Regions from separate parts of the Rattus norvegicus genome. Here region 2 is linked to region 1. A link is a contact called in public Hi-C data. All regions are on one chromosome and are shown on one strand. The core of a region is the stretch at or near the end of the contact, and the rest is flanking DNA. Distances in the headings are between cores, read along the strand shown. Region 1 overlaps Sorl1 (sortilin related receptor 1). Region 2 holds the start of Sorl1 (sortilin related receptor 1).

Region 1 (4,358 bases), core at 929-3,428:
CCTCTGTCTACTGTCTTTTAAGTGATGGCCGTTTTTCTGTAGGGAGCATTCCAAAGATGCTGCTTAGAATTACAAGCATGGCTCTGTTAGTTCGGCTTCATCCTGTCCTTTCTGCGTGTGACCCCTTATTACCTCCTAGTGTACAGTCGTCCGGCACCTTAACCGTTTGCTCTCAGTAGGGTGACAGCATCACAGGGATGAGATTTTGTTAGTCTTGCACACTGCTGGGTCCCCAGGGGAATTGCGACTTGGGTAGACACTGCCGAATTTTCTACGGATGTCGTCAAATTTACTTTCATCTCAGTAGACTAGAACAGTGCCTTTATCTACAGCTAAGGGCACAGTGTCTCGTTTAGCTTTAATTTGCATTTTTTTCTCACTATGAATGGGCCTGAATGTCTTTGTCTGCTTAAGAACACCTGTCCCCTCTTCCCATAATGTAGGCCTCATGTAACACTGGATAGCTTTGAACTCTTTATGTATTTGGCAAGGATCATGAACTCCTATTCAAACATAAACTCCTAATAAAGTTTAAAAGAATGTTCTTTTTTTAGCAAGTTTCATGACAGCTATGATGGCTACACAGGGAAATCCCATCTAAATAAATAAATAAATAAATAAATAAATAAATAAATAAGAACAAAGTAAAATGTCCTTCTTTTGGGGGCATGTCTGCTAGTGCCTCTTGCCCCTTTTCTGATTGTTAATCTTCTTGTTGATTTCTGGGAACTCTTTATATAGTTGAGATTAGGCCCTTTAGGATTCATGCGAGACAGGTTGTACGCGTGCTTCCGTCTCTCAGTTATTATTCGTCTTCTGAGATAATAGTTTTAGCCTACGTTAGTGATAGTGGGACGAGAGGATGTAGATTCTGCTGGTGTTTATTTTGGCTGATTGAACTGCATGCTTTCGAGTTGATATTATTTCCTTAGTAACTAAGGATGGTGATGAAAGAGGAGAGCTAAGCGTCTTCCAAGTCACACGGATGTTGCTTTCATAGCAGGCAGCTCTCCTGATGCTATGGATATGTTCCTTGGGCAGAGGCTGTGGGTATTTTAGGAAAATTATAACCATACTTTCATGTAAGAGCAACCTCCATCCAGGAGCACCATACCCTCCTCTTGCCTTTGGGAGAAATTGATTGGAAACAATTTTAGTTTTATATATATGAATGGTTTACCTGCCATACATACATCCCAAGTGTGCCTGGTGCATCCAGAGTCAGAAGAGAGCATTGGATCCCTGGGGGTAGATGTTGTGAGCCACCACATGCTGAGAGCTGGACCCTGATCCTCTGTGAGAGCAGCCGGCGCTCTTAACCACTGAGCCAACTCTCCAGCCCCCAGATTCATCTTTCATCATTTTAATTAACACCATATTGAGAGGGCAAGCCAGCAGGATAACTAAGTGCAGGGTTATTTAGCTTAGAACTTTGTTCTACAACTTCTGCAGGCACACAGGTGTGTTAAAGGGATTGGCCCAGTTTATTTCAGATCTTTGGATGTCTAATATTGGGATTTAAGGTGGCTGGAGGGACTTCTTCCTAAATTTCCCCCAATGTCAGAAACAGTGCAAGCCAATCTTTTGGAGAATTAACACAGGTTTGATCCACCATGTTTAGAAACCTGGGAACAACAGGCAAGGAGGCAGGGACCAGGGTGGAGAAAGCTAGTAAATGCATGTGCAGTGTTAAGAGACTGTAAGACAGGGTGGGGAGAGACCTGTAGCAGGGGAGCCCATTCAAGGATGCCCTATGCAGCTTCCTTGTGGGGCTGGGGGCGAGGCAAGTGGGGCCCAGTGGGTGACCATGCTTAGAAATAACCAGTGGGTGAAGTTTCTTTATGGAAAACAGGACGAAAAGTCTCTAAGAATCTGGAAGTCAAGGAGATACCAGAATATAGGAGTTTGTAGGTGGAGCCAACCCCAGAATTAGGAGGTCCAAATATGGATGGAAGGAGAGAATTGGGATTAGAGGTACGAGGCCTTCTGTCTCTAGACCTTGGCTTCCTCTTTTGGCTAGAGCAAGGGATAATAGAAATGAGTTCATCTCAAAATATGTCAAGAAGGGCTTCTTCCTCTCCGCCTTTTAAAAATACCCAGCAGTCTCCTCTTCATTTGCATATCCTCCAGGCGAGAGGAAGTACTTTAATCAGTACTTCTAATTGTGGAGAAGAGAACATGTCACCAGCCGCCCCCACGCGAGCATCTGATCGGGAAGAATGGATTTCTCCCACGCCCGGACCAGGCTGCTGGCTTCCCTATCACTCTTCAGAGTCCAGATTGTAGGGCCGACATCAAGTCTTCTGCTAGTGTGAAATGAGGCTCTCCCCTTTCTATTTCTTTGTCGTCTTCCTGTGTGTGTGTGTTCGCATGTGTGTTGACACGTGTGTTGACATATGTTGACATGTGTGTCAACATATGTGTTCACACGTAGGTATTCACGTGTGTGCTGACATGTGTGTTTGCATGTGTATGAGTGTGTTCACACATGTGTGTTCATGTTTGTGTGTGTGTGTGTGTTTAGGCCAGAGGTTGATGTTGTACATCTTCCTCTACCTTATGTTTTTGAGATAGGGTCTTTCATTGAACTTAGAACTCACTGGCTAGACTCCATGCCCACCTCTCTGGTGCTGGGATTATGACGCCACACACTGCCTTTCATGCAGAGCTTCAGTTTCTCATGCTTATACAACAGCCGCTTTAATGGCTGTACCATGTCCCCAGTTCTATTTCTTCCTTTTAAAAAGAATCTGTTTTCTTTGACAAACACAGCCTTGACAGTCCATCTCAGGAGGAATTGGAAATGATCCTCACCTCCATTATGCTAACTGCCACAGGGCATTGTGAAACCGCGTACAGGCAGCTGCAGAAATGACACCCTCGGCTCAATGCCCAAGTCATCTCCACATGGTGACTGTGGAGTTCTTTCCTTGACTTCCCAGTTAATTTTCCATTTGCTGGTTCACCAGCCTTGGCAGGTTTTGTGAATGTCAGGAAGCCTGGGCACATGAGTGGTCTTCCCAGTTTCTGGTTGATGCTTTACTTGAGGGCACTAGCTTAGAGCCTCTCCACTGTCCTTTGACCTTATGGTTACAGTTGGGGTTGGGAGGTGTAATGGTGGTCCAGGCATCTAAAGTGACCATCTCTTCAGCTAGGGATCCTGTTATCTCAGTCTCCCCAGGACATGTGACATGCCCAAGAAGCTTGCACAAAAACGTGTGACCCAATGGACAAGAGGCCCCACCATAGTGCAATGGGACTGACACCAGAATTCACCCAGCCTCAGTGCTGTCATCCCCTAAGCTCAGTTAAAAACTCCCCTATGAAAGCTTTGAGAGTGAATCTTCAGAGTGAGTGTGTGGCTAACATTGGGAGGAGGAAGAGGAGCACTGGGAAGGATTCTTGGAGGACGATGATTTGAACTTGATCTCAGAGGAGAGGAGGATTTAGGTGGGAGGACTGGAGTTTGTACAAAGGGCGGCTAACATTGGGAGGAGAAAGAGGAGCACTGGGAAGGATTCTTGGAGGACGATGATTTGAACTTGATCTCAGAGGAGAGGATTTAGGTGGAGGACTGGAGTTTGTACAAAGGGCGCCCTCTACACAGAAGAAGCATGGGGTTGGGGGAGGGGGACAAGGGTGCCTACCCTCTCTGAAGGACCTTGCATGACGGCTAAGCAGGTGCCTCACGGGAGACGTCATGTACTGGCAGGATGACTCCAGATGGCATGGATTAGTGGTGTCTGCAATGAACAGGCAAGGAAACACTGGATGGACAGGTCGCCGGGCTCTGAGGGTTCTACTGTGCCCTGTCTGCTGCTGTACCATTGAGTCTGTAGCACCTGGCAAAAATGTCTATCACCCCAAGGTTCTGAGCTTGGCACCAGGAACTTGCCTCTTGCTTCCAGGAACCCAGTGCTTATTTATTCAGAACCTCTCCGCCTTTTGCTTTATTCATTCTTTTGCAGTAGGGCTGGGGATTACTGTGCCCTAATTCCCAGGATGATTTGGAAACAGCCACAGCAGAGCAAAACGCTAAGTGGCAGATGCCCAACTTCTGCCTCTCACCTAAGGAGCAACCCCAAGGCACATGCTTGAGGCAGAGTGCTATTTGTAACTGGCACCGTTTCGATCCTGCATGGCTGTCCACACAGCGAAATGTCCGTGCTTCTAGTGACTGAGCAGGAAAATGGTAACAGTTGCTTCTTCCTTCCAGGGGGATCGACCCCTATGACCAGCCGAACACTATCTACATCGAGCGGCATGAACCCTTTGGGTTCTCCACAGTGTTCCGCAGCACAGACTTCTTCCAGTCCCGGGAAAACCAGGAAGTGATCCTGGAGGAAGTGAGAGACTTT
Region 2 (4,258 bases), core at 1,354-3,853, 42 kb before region 1:
AAAACATGGAGGCACTTGCTGCAAGACCAGGACCATCATGCAGCCCTCAAATGCTGCCTGCACACAGCCCTTTTCTGTGGGGATCTTCAAGGCTCTTTTATATACATCATCTCACCTTGTACTCTGTCTTGAGAGGTGGGTAAGAACTACCATCTCTATTTTTTGGTGAGAAAGCAGAAGCTCCAGGGAGGGCATTCAGCTTAGTTCCCATAGCTAGAATTGGCCTTTTGACTTCAAAACTCAGTGTGCTGTCTTTCTCCTGTGCCCTGTGGTTCCGCAACCCACAGTCTCCTGGTGAGCTGACTCCCCACCTAAGAATGGCTTAGAATGTAGATAATGATTAGAGAGGAAGGCATCTGAGGAGTAAATTAACCGTGTTCGAGCGTTCTTGCCAGTTTTATAGCATTGAAATCACAAATCCAAATCAAAATGAGCGAGTAGCCGGTCCCGCCCTACTAATCCTCCCTCGAAAATTGCCACCTGAAGCTTAAGCCAGGGAGGGGTTCGCAGGGGCAGACCGCTTTGTCTTCCACACAACAATTAGAAGACACACGGGGTTGTTTTCTGCCGAGACTCTAACTCACACAAGACGCTTCTCATTAAAGATAGCTTGACAAACAACTAACGATCAAATCACATGCAGGGTGTTCTGACTGTAGGCTACTCCTTTAGGTTTCTCAAAGATGGCAGAAGTGCTGAGGACCCCTGAGTGGGTTCCCATCCCGTAAGGTGGTACTAAATAGGTAGGGCTGGTCTTGAAGGGCAGCGGGCACTGGCAATGGTTCAGTGGCTTTGTTCTCCGTGGCTCAACAATGACAGCGAGTTGGAGGGCAGAAAGACATCTGACTGGGGGAGGCAAAGGGTTGTGGGAGGGTGGGAGACTGCAGAACCTCATGAGCTGGGCAGGGAGAGGTCTGGGAAAGACCTATGGGATGGAGTTAGGGCAGGAGAATGCTGGACTGAGGAGGGTGAAGAGATGGTGGCCTTCTTTCACAGGTGTAGGCTCAGTTTGAGCTCATGGGTATAGAGACTAGGAGGGAAGTCTGTGAACATGGTGTTGGCACCTTCTCAGCTTCCGGCAAGAGTCTTATGCTGCATCAGCCCCCGTGTAGCAGGAGGGCTAGCTGTTTCAGTGATAAAACAAGAGGGTGGCTTTGCTTTGCGAGAACTGTTTAAGGCTGAGCTAAAGCTCAAATGCTGCACTGACTGAACAAACGGACTCCATTGACAAAGGCCTGAGTTCCTCTCAATAATATAATCGACTCTTAAAGGCACCCTTCTCTTAACACTACCACAATGGTAATACATTTCAACCCCAGGGACAAACCCAGGTCAGATCAAGACAGCTTCTGGCTGCTGCCCAAGGCCGTGGAGATTGAAGTGGGGAACTAGATTAAGCTAACTAGAATGAAGATGAGTGACAGAACTAAGCTACTGGCTTGTTGAAGAGGCAGAAAGTTGGGGGCATGAGATGGGGGTCTGAGAAAGACCACCCCTTCCCTTCTTTAAACCAATGGATTCAGCAGCACAGCTCTGCCTTCCGTCATCTCAATAACCAGGACCTGAGTCTGGAGAGACATAGGATGAAATACAGGGTAATAGTTAACTGCTCCCAGCAGCTGGGGAAAAAATGTGTAAAAGCAGTTATAGCCTGGCTCTTGGAGCTGATTTTAAGGTGCATTAAAAGGGCAACGCTCCCCCCACCCCCCGCATCTGTACAGGTGTGGTCTTTACAACATTTACAATTAACAGTGTGTAGCTGAAGGGACACACTCTCTTCTTAGCCCTGAGAAGAGCTCAATGTTGGGACACCTTAAGGGACCTTAAGCAGGAGGTAGGGCCCTGGGTCATGCCTAGAGTGGTCACCCAGGTGTGGCAAGTGTAGCCTAGGTTTTACTGCTTCTGGGCAGGGTGTTTGTCTGATGTACTCTGCTGGACACAGGGGTAGTTCAACTTGATCAAGGGTAGTTTGAGCCGTGGCCACTTCAAGTACATTTCTGTGCCATAGTTGAAACCATGGAAGTTTCACAAACCCGGAAGGTTCATCTTGACTTTTGTTGTTGGTGTGCTAAGGGCTACTTTCTGTGGTTTGCTTTCCACTGGCAGTGGACATGAGGCCAAGGCCCAGGAAGGTGGTCAAACGGGTGCACAGGGTGCAGAGGTTGACGGAGATTTAGGTTGACCAGGGTACCCCAGGAGCCCGGGGAGTAGCTAACTCAACCCAAAGAAATAGAGCACGGCGCCCACGCAACTCTTCACTGCGGCACGGAGGGCAAGGTGTGCGCGCGGGGACCACGGTGCCCTCAGGCGGGCGCTCCCTGCCTTGACTTCCCCATCCCAGGGGGCGGGGCCGCAGTCGAGGCGAGCAGAGAAAGTGCGCGAAGGGGCCGCGTTGCGAGCACACACGTGACGGTGCGGCGCAGAGCGGGACCCGGCGGCGGCGGTGGCCGTGGCTGCCGTGGCGGGCGCAGTGGAGCTGCCCGGACGGCTTGGAGCCCCGGGAGCGGCGCGCGCGGCCCCGGCCCCGGCCCCGCGCTGTCCCGGCGCGCGCTGCACATTCTCTCCTGGCGGCGGCGCCACCTGCGGGAGCGTTCGCCCGAACATGGCGACACGGAGCAGCAGGAGGGAGTCGAGACTCCCTTTCCTATTCACCCTGGTCGCTCTGCTGCCCCCCGGGGCTCTCGGCGGGGGCTGGACGCAGAGATTGCATGGTGGCGGAGCGCCCTTGCCCCAGGACCGCGGCTTCTTCGTGGTGCAGGGCGACCCGCACGAGCTGCGGCTGGGAACGCACGGGGATGCCTGGGGGGCGAGCCCAGCGGCCAGGAAGCCACTCAGGACGCGGCGGAGCGCTGCTTTGCAGCCCCAGCCTATCCAGGTGTATGGACAGGTGAGCACTTCTGCAAGCCACCTCCTTCCAGCCCCTTTCTCTCCCAGCACTTCCTCACCCCCGCACCCATCCTTTGCAGTCGCTTCCCAGGTGCTGGCACCGCTCAGGGACTTCCTGGCTGGCATGTTTGTTTCATTTCTTTTTCTTCTCCTTTCCACTCCGTACATCACATGAGTACAGCCGTCAGCACTCTGGTCGCATAGATCTTTTCCTTCTTCTTGCCGATTTTAGCAAATATATTCCAGGTAACTCGAAGGGTGCAGCGCCTCTCTTCCCTAGCCTGTATGCAGACAGACCAGTGTAGTTTCCGGCAGGTTTTAGAGGGGTGCAGCATAATTTTTACATCTGGATAAAAAACGGGCATACCCCTTCACCCCCATCCCAACCCAGTACCATCCTTTGGCATCTGGGGGTGAGAACCCTGCAGTTGTAAAGCACTTAAGCAGAATTGCAGAGGGGGGATTCCCACGTTTATCCTCATGGACCCTTTGAGAGGTGGGCAACTCTCAAAGCGTCACGATTGTCCCTTGTGTACCCAGCAGATGTACATGTGCCTGTGAGCTCGTGAATATCTGTATGTAAGGCTGGATTATTTTCGTTGGGAGTGTGGCATACCACCCCACCCCCTTTCCTTGCCACCCCTTCAAGGTGATGGCTTTATTTTAGATAGAAACTATCTCTTATGACACTCGGGATTTGAGAGTACTGCAAGAAATTTGCTGGACTTAATGTTCGTTAAAGGATTTATTTCTATCCAGGCAATGGGTTTATTAGGTCATAAGTAACACACATTTCGCTCATGGCCCCCACTGACTGCTAGGGATGGCAAGGATGTCCCTTAGTATCAACGCTGAGGGGATTAATTTGCCGGTGTTATTGTCTACTCAGAAGCTCCCTGTCCTTCAGTTAAGATTGACATCAGCAAAGCTAGAAGGTCGGTGGGAGAGAAAAGGTGGGCCCAATGGAGGTGACCAGCACAATCACATCCCAGCGAGACTGTTGCTTTCCAAAGTACAGATTGAGTGATTAGCCTGGGTTCTGCCTTTCCTCACTGATTTTGGCTATAGCAAAAGTCTTCCTTCAGGCCATACACAGAGTTAAACGATCAACTCCCGGAGCCAGAAAGCATCTCATAAAACATGCTGCCCTATTGTGTTGTGTTTTGAGTGAAGAAATTCAAGCCGTGGGAGGTGCGGTGACTAGTCCAAGGTCACATAGGGAAGGGCTGTTAAGTGCTGTAGTTCTCACCTGCCTGGTCTCACTGACCTTTGGGTGCTGGGGGTCACCTTGTCTCTGCTCAGCGCTTCCTAAACATCCCCTTTCCCAAATAAAATGTACATGGTTCTGAAGACAGCGGGATGGTGGTGTGTG

Evidence for each region. A called contact is a pair of places that touch in the nucleus more often than the background predicts.
Region 2: a Hi-C map of frontal cortex shows a contact between it and region 1, with 1.9 times the contacts expected there. The contact joins the promoter of Sorl1 here to the enhancer-like site in region 1. A contact is called at or near these places in 1 of 12 Hi-C or Micro-C datasets (frontal cortex) and 1 of 1 datasets of contacts at active chromatin or transcription factors (oligodendrocytes).

The regions. Positions count from the first base shown.
Region 1 is chr8:51,356,606-51,360,963 of GRCr8, reverse strand. Sorl1 (sortilin related receptor 1) reads left to right here. Exons shown (of 48, transcript NM_053519.1): 6 at 4,217-4,358. Among named protein-coding and RNA genes, the nearest start is that of Sorl1, 42 kb to the left of the region's middle. Within about 2 kb of position 2,178, at least 10 of the 93 cell types and tissues checked have an H3K27ac peak or open chromatin away from gene starts, as enhancers often do.
Region 2 is chr8:51,399,592-51,403,849 of GRCr8, reverse strand. It overlaps Sorl1 (sortilin related receptor 1), which reads left to right and starts at 2,603. Exons shown (of 48, transcript NM_053519.1): 1 at 2,603-2,887. The coding sequence starts at 2,603.